Regions from separate parts of the Ovis aries genome. Here region 1 is linked to region 2. The links are chromatin contacts, called in public Hi-C maps. All regions are on one chromosome and are shown on one strand. The core of a region is the stretch at or near the end of the contact, and the rest is flanking DNA. Distances in the headings are between cores, read along the strand shown. Region 1 has its middle 310 kb from the start of GADD45G. Region 2 holds the start of GADD45G (growth arrest and DNA damage inducible gamma).

Region 1 (5,351 bases), core at 1,660-4,159, 310 kb before region 2:
TTAATCTTTTGCCGCATTGCTGCTTCCCTCTGGTTATTGTACTAGTACTTGAGGGGCCCTGCTGGCTCCCTGGTCAGTTGGCCTGAGAGCCTCTCTGAGGCTTTGGTTCCTCTCTGGCCCCAGGGCCTCTGGGCTGTCACCTCACCCAGGTGACAGCCATCCTCGCTCCACGCCCATTATAACAGCACGGGTGCCCAGGTGCCCAGCAGCCCCGCACTGAACCTCCAAGGACCGACTGCAGCACCCTAACATGCCCACTGTCCTCCGGCAAACCAGAGGGAGGTGCCGCCCAAGGGGTGTTTCCTGCTGTAAAGTTGGCTGAACCCCTTAGAAACAGAGATCACAAAACATAAGCATGGGAAGACCCTGACCTTCCTTCACATAAGCAGCAATTATGACCCTGCTTTAGGGGACTCTAGGCTGAATTTCTTTGTCTGCCATCAGACAGGAAATCCAGTCAGCTGAGGTTCTTAAACCAAAATCTGATGTCTCTTGGAGGTAATAGTTCTGCAGGCAGCTTGACTCTCAGGGCTGCTGGCTGCTTCTTAATGGAAAGAGATTAAAGAAATAAAAGGAGTATGCATGCATGCTAAGTCACTTCAGCCCTGTCTGACTCTTTTGTTACCCTGTGGACTGTAGCCTGCCAGGCTCCTCTGTCCATAGGATTCCCCAGGCAAAAGTACGGGAGTGGGTTGCCATGCCCTCCTCCAGGGGCTCTTTCCCACCCAGAGATCAAACCCATGTCTCATGTCTTCGGCACTGGCAGGCAGGTTCTTTACCACTCTTAACAGAAAATGATAAAAGAAATAAAAGGAGCAGAGCCCCAAAAAAGATCTGTGTAGAAGCTGCTCGGCAGCCTTTCTCCATGTTTGAACATAGAAAAGGGGAGAGTTTCTATTATAAACTGGATTTGGGGCACAGGGAAGGAATCTTCAATCACCATGATGCTCTCGCTGAGCTGGGAGCAGGTGCTGAGTTGGGCCCCGGCTTCCAGCAGCAAAGAGGGACTGGGCGCCCAGGGCTGGGAGCTGGCCGGCCCACATCCCTCTATCCAGGTGGCTCCAGGAGGCCCCTGCTGGCAACGATCCCCAAGTAAACCTAAACAAGCCTGGGGTTGAGGGAGGTCATGCCCAAATCCTAGCAGAAACTTGGCAGTCACAAGTCCAAGCTCTGGGCCCTGGGATCTCAGACCCCAGGATTTACACAACAAAGGGGCATGCCCCAACCTGGCTGTCGGCTGTGTCTTTTGAATTGTAGAATTCGAGCTGCAAACACCTGGAGGAGACACCACCACCGTCCTGGCTTCACTTTCTCCCCACGCCGATGCCTCTTGCCTTTGCAACACGTTCTGCCCTTTGCTCTCTCCAGGTCTGCCCGGAGCTGGCTGATTCCAGGATCCGAGGATCCAGCCGGCCTCGCCGCCCGCATCCCTCTGCCAGCGGCTTCCCGGAGGGGAGGAGGGTGGGGGGAGGAGAGAGTTCCAGGAAAGCCCTCAGCAGAAGGCAGGATTGCGGACTTTGAGCTGCACTCAGCCTCTGTTCCTCCTGCACTTGGTTAGCGGAAGAGGGTGTCGGAAGGGCAGGAGATGTGTCCTGGGAGAAGCAGTCCCGGCTCTCCGGCTGTTTGCACAGGAGTGGGAGAAAGGAGGAAGGCGGTGCCAGGCCGGAAGTGCCCAGTTTCAGAGAAAGGAGGCGTTAGCGACCACGAGGAGCCCAGAGGAGGCAAGGCAAACCCGGGCAGCCCCCGTGCCAAGGCAAATTCAAGTAGTTCTTCTGAACTGGCAGCTCCGGGTCAGCGTTCAGGCCAATGAATTCTGCAGAATTCATTCCCAGAGGCCTGGGGAGCCTGCAGGCAGGACTGAGGTGGCCTGAGTTCAGCTGGTTTGGCAGAGCATCAGACCTTTAGAGCCTTCACAGTATTAAAGCGGTGGGGTCCCAGAGAACTGCTCCCTACCCAACTCAGGCATTCACTCAATTTACCACCTGAAATTGCTTCTGAGCAGCAAGATAAGCACCAAGGAGAGGGATTCTCTCATTTCACAGACAGAAGCCTAGTTCACAATGGTCCAGGCAAAGCTCAGGGGCACACAATCAAGGGCTCACAGCCAGTGCCCGTGAGAGCTCAGCCCCAAGGAGCCGCTCTCAGCCCACCCTGGGGTCAAGCTGAAGCTCCAGAAAACACACTGGGAGGCCCTCTGGTCCCTACCAGGCCACACCCCTATGAGATAAGAGATGTTAACCCATTTTACAGATTGGAAAACTAAGGTTTAGTGGAATTAAATGACCTGCTTTCATCTCCCAGAAAAGGATACTTAAGAGACTGGAACCCAGGTGTCTTGGGAACCGCAGTCCACACTTTACCCTCTTTAGCCCACAGCTGCCAGGAGACTTTGCATTTCCCCAACAGCCTCTGACACCTTTGGCACAGGCCCATAGTTCTCAAAGCCTGGTATCTAGACCTGCAACACCAGATGAGACATGTAAGCCCCAGTCTCCACACCAGATCTACTCAGTTTGAGACTCTGGGGTGGGCCCATTGGTCTGTGTGGTCATAAGTCCTCCAGAGTCTATTACACTCCTCCAGGTGAGAAGGGCAGGTGCTCTGGAAAAATAGGCCATGAATCTAGGGCAAAGCATTCCCAAAAAGGAAAGATAGGGCCTGTGCAATACCCACACAAACCCTACCCTCAGCCTCACCTTGGGCTGCAGTGAGAACAGGGCAGCATCTGTGTCTACCTCCGGGTCTGCATGCCTGATGGGTCAGCACAGGTGGAAGGTGAAAGAGAGAGCCCGGAACTGACCTGCATCTGAGCTGGCCTGGGGGCCAGGCTCCACCACCACCTCACCTGTACCCTAGCGGGGATGGATGTCACCAGCATGTGGCCCCAACCAGGGATATTTGATCATTTCCACTCTGCACTGTCCACAGGGTGGAGTGTACAACAGACAATTCCAGGGAGGTGACCTTTTCAATTAGGCAGTGAAGTCAATGTGAACTTCAGACAATTTAAAAATAGAATTCTAAAAATAGCTCTGTGGAAATGGGAGGTGTGGCAGAAGTTACTGGTGAGGCCAGGCAGGGTGGTTCCCACACAGCCTCCCCACCAGAGTAAGCTGCATCTGACCCCCAGCATGCCTCCAGACAGAGAAAGATGCAAAAAATTCGGGTGGAGTGTAAAAGGGGTGTTGTGATGGGAAAGGACTCAGAGCTTGGGGGTGGGAGCTTACCTCATTTATGTTACCCATGGGTTCACAGATTGATGGTCCTTTAAATTCTACATTAGGTCTGGATATGCTGCTATGAGTAGGAACTGGCTAGTATGTATATAAGCATGCATGTTCATCATTTTTTACTAAGTTTTATTTCCCCTCCAGACTTTCCAGACCAGAACATTAGCATCACCGCCCCCAGACCCTCTGAGTCAGAGTCTGCTTGTTCCCAGGGCCCTGGGTGTCTCAGTGTCCAGGAAAGTCTGAGAAGCTCTGCTCCAAGCTCCTGGAGGCCTGCCCCAAATGCCAGGGCAGGGCTGAAGGTTCTGTGGGAGTCCTCCTACGGTTGAGATCTCAGCACACAGGGCTGCTGTTCAGTGAAGGGGCTTCCTGCAGCCACAGAGGACTGTGAGTTGGCTTAGTGAGACACGGTAGTAGCTCCCCTTGGATAGAGCACTGAGAATCTGGTCCAGACACCTCCTCAGGGCTCCTGCCCAGATGTGGGCAGGTGCCAAGCAGAACTGTGGATGCCTGCCATCGGTGCTGGGACACCTGAGGTCACTGTGAGCATGGGGTCTCCTTCTGCCTCCCTGCCCCTGTACACCCAGGGAGCGAGCGTCTAGCTCATGGGTCCCTCCACAACACTTCATAAAACTCCTACCTGGCTCCAGGCCAGGCTCCCCATGGGGAGTGAAACCTGCTGGGGATGGATGCACAAAGCAGGAAATGACAATGTGAAAGCAGAGGGGCCAAGCTGGCCTCAGGTGTTGCTGCACATGGAGAAGGACCAGCCAGGGGACCAGTCTCCTGTGAACAATCTGGCAAGCCTGGCGTTGGTGAGTTCCATATACGAAGGTTAATGTTTCTATGTCTCTAAATTGATTTTTCTCTTCTCTTGGAATTATTATTTATATTGAAGTACATTTACATATGGAACTGAGCACTAATCTAAAGGGTGCAGTTTAGTCTTGACAATTGTATACACTTGTGTCACGGCCCCCACGTCAAAGTATGGAACATTTGCCACCCCAGAAATTCCTTCCAGAGATGACCACTGTTCTGACTTCCACCACCAGTGGTTGTTCTTGCATGTTCTTAACCTTCATATGAATGGACTTAAATTGTGTGAACACCCTATGTCCCCGCACAAGGTTGGTGAGATGAGCCCATGTTTGAATTTATATCCATTGTCCTTGCTGTGAAGGATGCTAGCATGTAGATAAAAACGCTTTATTCAGAGAGTGGTGGATGTGAGACTAATATCAATATTAGTAAAGCTGATACTGACAGTTTTTTTAATTTGCATTTTTTTAATTTATTCAAGTGAAATACACATTATGTGTTTTAAAGTGAACAATTCAGTAACATTTAGTATCATTAGAGTACTTTGCATTCTTCAACCTTGTCTAGTCCCAAAACATTTCCATCACTCTGAAGTAAAACCCCTTACTTATTAAACAGTTTCTCCCTACCCTCCTCACCCTCTTTGGAAACCACCAATCTGAATTCTGTCTCTGTGAATTTACCTACTCTAGGAGGTTCACATCAATGCAATAATAGAATATGGCATTTTTGTGTCAGCTTTTTTCACTGAGCATCATGCTGCCCATATTCATCCACGTGGGAGTGTCAGCACTTCACTCCTTTTATGGCCAGAGTCTATTCCACCGTGCGGAAGGACCACAGTTTATGCTACAGACACTTGAATCCATGTGTTGTGGATTCAAGCACTCATTTCTCTATAGAGTAGGTATCAAGGAGCTGATGGCTGGGTCATGGAGCATTTGTAGCAGGTGTTTGGTTAACCCTCACTGGACACTACCAAGGGCTTTTCTGGTGGCTCAGATGGTAAAGAATCTGCCTGAAATGCAGGAGACCTGGGTTCAATACTTGAATTGGGAAAATCCCCTGGAAGAGGGCATGGAAACCCACTCCAGCACTGTTGCCTGGAGAATCCCATGGACAGAGGAGCCTGGCAGGTTACAGTCCAAAGGGTCATAAAGAGGTGGACATGACTGAGCAAGTAAGCACAGCACAGATACCACCAATAGCTTTGACCTGAGAAGGTCACAATTCCTGGGTTCCTAAGCAATGGGGAAGGTCCTATGAGGGCTGGTCAGCCCTTGTGGTCAGCACAGACCT
Region 2 (5,977 bases), core at 277-2,776:
AGCATAATCCTTTAGAAAATGAAGCATCGCCCGTATCCGTTTTGAAAACAGCAGTGCATACTGCTCAAGTCCGTCAGAGCTCCTGTAACCGTACAAGTCCAAGCCGCCTGGACTTGCCTTTCCCCTCCTTTCTGCCGGGAGTACAGGCTGCTGAGTCACGCCTGCCCGGCCAGTCTGTCCTTCCCGGCCGCGCGGCCAAGGTCCCGCCTCCGGCCTTCCTGGGCGAGCAGCCGCTCCCCACACTTGTAGAGTCCTGGGTTGGGGCCAGCCTGCCCCTGTCGCCGCCGGGCCCCTCCTCGGGAGGGAACCGCACCTCCTCGCCGCTCTCCACGCGCCCCCGCCTGCCAGTCTCCACGCCGCACTCCGGCGCCCTCCGAGGGCGCATCCACAGAGCCAGCCCCGCGCTAGGCGCCCCGGGGCGTCACCACGTCGATCAAACCAAGGATCCCCACGGGGCTGTCACTCGGGAAGGGTAATATTGGGCACCCAGTCGTTGACGCTGCGGCTCTCCTCGCAGAACAGGCTAAGCTTCTCCAAGGCGGGGTCCTTCCATGCGTCCTCATTGGGGTTCTGCAGAGAGAACGCAGAGGTCAGCCTGGCTGGGCACTGGCTGCTGACGGGAGAGCGAGGGGGCAGGGATCACATCGGCACGGAGGCGACACTCACCGAAATGAGGATACAGTGCAGGTCTCCAGGTGCCCCCGACTCGTCACCGGTACCCACGATCGCCGCCAGCCGCTGCACGTCGCCCACGCGCACGATGTCTATGTCGTTCTCACAGCAGAACGCTTGGATCAAAGTGAAGTGGATCTGCAGCGCGATATCGCCCTCGTCCTCCTCGTCAGCGGCAAGCACGCAGAAGGTCACATTGTCGGGGTCCCTACGCGGGCGAGCAAGAGGTGGTGAGATCAGGTCGAGGAGCCAGGGGCGCCCCCAGCCACTGTCTCCCCGGTCTCCCTGCCGCTCCTCCCACGGGCCGCGTTTGATACTCACACGTTCAGGACTTTGGCTGACTCGTAGACGCCGGCCGTGAGGCAGCCTTGGCGCTGCGCAGACAACAGCAGCTCGTGCAACGCTTTCCCGGCGCCCTGCATCCTGTGGACAAGCCAGCACGGTGAGCCGGAGGGTGCCCTGAGATCCCTGGACCCGGAGACGCACCCCCAGCGCCCCAGCCCGGCGCGCCAGCCCAGGCGGCCGCACCTTCGGCCCAGCCGGCACACTCGCGCCCGGCTTCCACCCAGCGGGTTCCCAACCCAGCCGGTTTCCACCCAGGCGGGCCCCAAAGACTATCGCCCAACCAGCGCGGCCAGGGCAGGACGAGGGTCCCCGCGCGCCCCGAGACGTCCGGAGTTAGGCGCCGACCTACCTGGCTGTGCTTTCTGGAACCGTGTCCTGGCCACGAACTTCTTCCAGAGTCATATTGCGATCTGCGAGCAGCAAGTTATCCACAAGAACAGAGGGCGGAGCAGACGCGAGCGAAGAAGGAAAGTCTGCGAGCAAGCCTGGTGAGCCCGCTGCCGGCGAGTAAGCCGGAGCGCCGCCTTGCGCCCTTATATAGGCTGAGCCGGGTGGCGCCGCCAGCTGGCGCGAGCCTGCGAGCCCATTGGCCCGCGCCCGCTTTCTGATGCAAATGAGGCGGCTGCCCGCGGCTCGTGCCAGAAGGCCACGTGGGGAGGGGTGCGGGGGATGACAATGCCTCAAATCTGCCGCTTTTGTCGGGGTGTTACCAGGCAGACTGGAGCCTGCAGATTTCATCTCGCCTTTTTTTTTTAAGTCCTTAAAAGGAAAAAGTTACGGGGGGAAAAAACCCTCACTTGTTAACAGTACGCTGCAATTTGTGAAATGCACCTTTGGGGAAATCTAATGAATATTTTTTTTGCATTTATTTTTCTTGCTACCTTTTCTATTTTTTTCTTCACTTTTAATTTGGAGTTTCTGAAACCATTTCTTCTAAACCGGAACTTAAAAAACAGGCTGCGCTGGCTAAGCTAGCTAAAGGCCTGAAAGCAGCCCTCTCCAGCTGACACCAGAGCCCCGAGCGCGAGGTTCTTCTAGCACAATCAAGACCCGGACCCGGTCGCGCTGCAAAGTCTAGCCAATCTCCCGGCCCGCTACTAAGCGCTGCGGGGCGCCAGGGCGCGCAAGCAGATTGCGGCCGGAACACGCGGCTCGTTTGCATTTCTATGCCGGGTGCACAATAGCAGAGGTCTGGCGTGTGGCGGTTTGTAGGAGGGACAATTGAAGCTTTCTCTTCATAGCGACACTGTCCACCTGCCGCTGGGTGGGGTGGGAGAGCCCCGCCGCGCGTGGGGGTCACCGGGCTGCTCGGCGCGTGGTGGGTCGCGGCCGCGTGGGGCTCCTGCGCTCCTCAATGCGCGCCCCCTGCACCGGCCCCGCTGCACCCACCACACGTTTGCATGAAATTCCGCCCCAAAAGGTTCTAGCGCACGTGCGGAGCAGCCGTGGAAGTTGGAAGGAACACCTGGCTGCTGCACCTTCTTCGCAGCCGGGTGGGGACCCCAAGAACTTTGGGAACTACGCTTGGAATCCCTTTCCCGGGGCGCCATCTACAGGCCGACGGGAAAGTTCCTGAGCACCTCTCCCCCGCACTTCCATTGACATACTGTGGGGACTTGGCCTTTGGCCCTCTGATCAAGGAGGGGCCCAGGTAGAGTCAGCTGAGCCCCATCTAAGCTACATATTAATGGAAGTCAAAAACTGCAAAACCCAGATGAAGACAAAAGGAGACTCCAATCCAGTACTGACGGAAGAAAAGCCTATATTTGGCAAGCTATTTTGAAAAATTTTGACCTAAGTATGCATGTATTAAAAGCTTGTTTTCCAGGAATAGAGAAATAATACTAAATGAGAGCTTGAGAGCGTTTAATAGACATTGCTTGGCCGGGGCCATTTTGGACCTGTGTAATGAATGTTAGTTACTCAGTGGTGTCCGACTCTTTGCAACCCCATGGACTCTACAGCCAGACTCCTCTCTCCATGGGATTCTCCAGGCAAGGATACCAGAGTGGGTTGTCATGCCCTCCTCCAGGGGATCTTCCCGACCCAGGGATGGAACCTGGGTCTCCCGCATTGCAGGCAGATTCTTTACTATCTGAGCCACCAGGGAAGTTGACACTTCCAGAAAGTTTGCTCACTGAGCTTATAATTTTTGGTGCCTGCATCTCTCTATGTGCACTGAGGTGCATTCTGTCTCCGCCACCCAGCCTTAACCCTTACTAGGTGAGGTTTTTGAGACTGGGCAGGACAGCTATAGCGGGTGCAGGGGCTGTTGGGTGTGCTGGGAGTCCCGACTCTGCGGCAAGACAGGAAATAAGGAAGACAACGGAGTGCACTGGCTTCTTGCGCCCCCCGGTGGCCAGCTGGCAGAGGACAGCTGAGAGAGCGGAACACTTCCCAGATGCCAATTGAGTGTTTGCTCACCTAACATCGCTGAAATCCGAGGTGTCTTCCCCGCCCCCCGCCCCCCGCCCCCCCACTGAAGGGCAGTTGATCTTCAGCGTTACAGGTGTACACAACAGTGAATCAGTTATACATATACACCACACATCCACTCTTTTTTAGACTCTTTTCCCATGTAGGTCATAGCAGAGTATTAAGTAGAGTTCTCTGTTCTACGCAAAAAGTTCTTATTAGTCATCTGTTTTATGTAGTAGCACGTATAGGTCAATCCTAGCCTCCCAACCTATCCCTCCCCCTCACACGCCCCCACCCCCGGTAGCCATTATATTGTTTTCTAATTGCTCCCTCCCCATTGCTGGCATCCTGTGGCTTTCCTTTGCTGCCATTTCCTTTCTTTCTTTACTGCCCACTGCATGCTCAGTTGCTCAGATGTGTACAACTCTTTGTGACCCTATGAACTGACTGTAGCCCACCAGGCTCCTCTGCCCATGGAATTTTCTCAGGCAAGAATACTGGAGTGGGTTGCCATTTCCTCCTCCAGGGGATCTGCCTGACTCAGGGATCGAACCTGTATCTCCTGCGTCTCCTGTATTGTCAGGTGGATTGTTTTATCACTGAGCCGCCGGGGAAGCCCCTTCTTTCTTCGTTAGTGGTAAACAAAATGATGGTGTGCCTTGATTGGATAAGATATATTTATTTTTAAGTGATTGAAACATAGATATTGCTTTTAAAAGTATCAAATATTTTTTAATGTACTAGTTTCAGGTCCCCAGAAAATGTATCATTGCAAAAATGAGACTTATTTGACATCTTAGAGTTTATTTCCCCCTCCCCATTTTAAACACTGGAAATCTCCCTACACACCAGGCCTCACACCCGGACCCCAGAGGAGGGGAGGGGGGACAGGAGACAGCATTTCCAGTTGGTGCTGAGCCAGCCCTAAGAAGAGGCCTGATTGACACCTCCCTGGGGCTATCTACTTCACTCATATTTTTAAGGTATTGAATTTCAGGAAAATCGCCTTTCTGACGTTGGATATGACTTCACATGGGTTTATTAGGTCAGTCCACATGGCCCAAAAGGCTTCATCCTCAATTAGGAAAGAAACATATTGTCTGGAGTCTAAGTTGGCCCTTCACCAGACACTCCCTCCCCATTCTTACAAGTTAGACAAACGCAGAAGCTACTGGCTCTGGGATAGCCCATATCCAGTTTGCCGGTCATACTACAGGAGAGGGGTGGGCAAAGCCAACACCCCAATACCGGAAACTTCAGATGCTCTTCTGGCCCACCCTGAGATAGAAGATGGTTGACTAAAGCCCACCTGTCCCATTCTGTTGCCACTGTGCCCCCAAACTGAATTCAACCCATGTGTCAGCCTGCTGCAGCCCCCATTCCTAGGAGACTGTGATGTCAACCAAGCTCCCTGTGATTATACCCCCTAATGTTCCTGTGAACCTTAACCATGACGGCGATGGTGACATTACTAAAGGGACACCCTCAGAGATGTTCTGTTTTACAAACCTTTTGGAAGCACTTCGATGTTTTTATTAACACTTCATGAACTCCTTATGGCCAAATTCAGACTTAAATTGAAGAAAGTAGGGAAAACCACTAGACCATTCAGGTATGACCTAAATCAAATCCCTTATGATTATACAGTGGAAGTGACAAATAGATTCAAGAGATTAGATCTGACAGACAGAGTGCCTGAAGAACTATGGACAGAGGTTCGTGACATTATATAGGAGGCAGGTATCAAGACCATCCCCAAGAAAATGAAATGCAAAAAGGCAAACTGGAGGAGGCCTTACAAATAGCTGAGAAAAGAAGAGAAGCTAAAGGCAAAGGAGAAAAGGAAAGATATACCCATTTGAATGCAGAGTTCCAAAGAATAGCAAGGAGAGGTAAGAAAGCCTTCCTCAGTGATCAGTGCAAAGAAATAGAGGAAAACAATAGAATGGGAAACACTAGAGATCTCTTTAAGAAAATTAAAGATACCAAGGGAACATTTCAATGCAAAGATGGGCACAATAAAGGACAAAAATGGTATGGACCTAACAGAAGCAAAAGATATTAAGAAGAGGTGGCATGTTCCTTCTATTCCTGCTTTCTGGAGAGTTTTTATCATAAATGGATGTTGAATTTTGGCAAAGACTTTCTCTACATCTACTGAGATAATCATATGGCTTTTATTTTTCAATTTGTCAATGTGGTGTATTACATTGATTGATCTGCCTTATGACCCAGCAATCCCACTGCTGGGCATACACACTGAGGAAACCAGAATTGAAAGAGACACGTGTACCCCAATGTTCATCGCAGCACTGTTTATAATAGCCAGGACATGGAAGCAACCTAGATGTCCATCAGCAGATGAATGGATAAGAAAGCTGTGGTACATATACACAATGGAGTATTACTCAGCCGTTAAAAACAATACATTTGAATCAGTTCTAATGAGGTGGATGAAACTGGAGCCTATTATACAGAGTGAGGTAAGCCAGAAAGAAAAACACCAATATTGTACACTAACGCATATATATGGAATTTAGAA

Evidence for each region. A called contact is a pair of places that touch in the nucleus more often than the background predicts.
Region 1: a contact with region 2 is called in a Hi-C map of liver, with 5 times the contacts expected there. The contact joins the enhancer-like site here to the promoter of GADD45G in region 2. A contact is called at or near these places in 3 of 16 Hi-C or Micro-C datasets (liver, muscle and tail adipose tissue).

What each region holds. Positions count from the first base shown.
Region 1 is chr2:24,699,894-24,705,244 of ARS-UI_Ramb_v3.0, reverse strand. No RefSeq gene overlaps it. Among named protein-coding and RNA genes, the nearest start is that of GADD45G, 310 kb to the right of the region's middle. Within about 2 kb of position 2,909, at least 27 of the 54 cell types and tissues checked have an H3K27ac peak or open chromatin away from gene starts, as enhancers often do. A contact at or near this core is called in liver and muscle, where this site is marked.
Region 2 is chr2:24,390,740-24,396,716 of ARS-UI_Ramb_v3.0, reverse strand. It overlaps GADD45G (growth arrest and DNA damage inducible gamma), which reads right to left and starts at 1,526. Exons shown (of 4, transcript XM_015093022.3): 1 at 1,367-1,526; 2 at 994-1,095; 3 at 667-880; 4 at 1-570. The coding sequence starts at 1,419. The coding sequence ends at 460.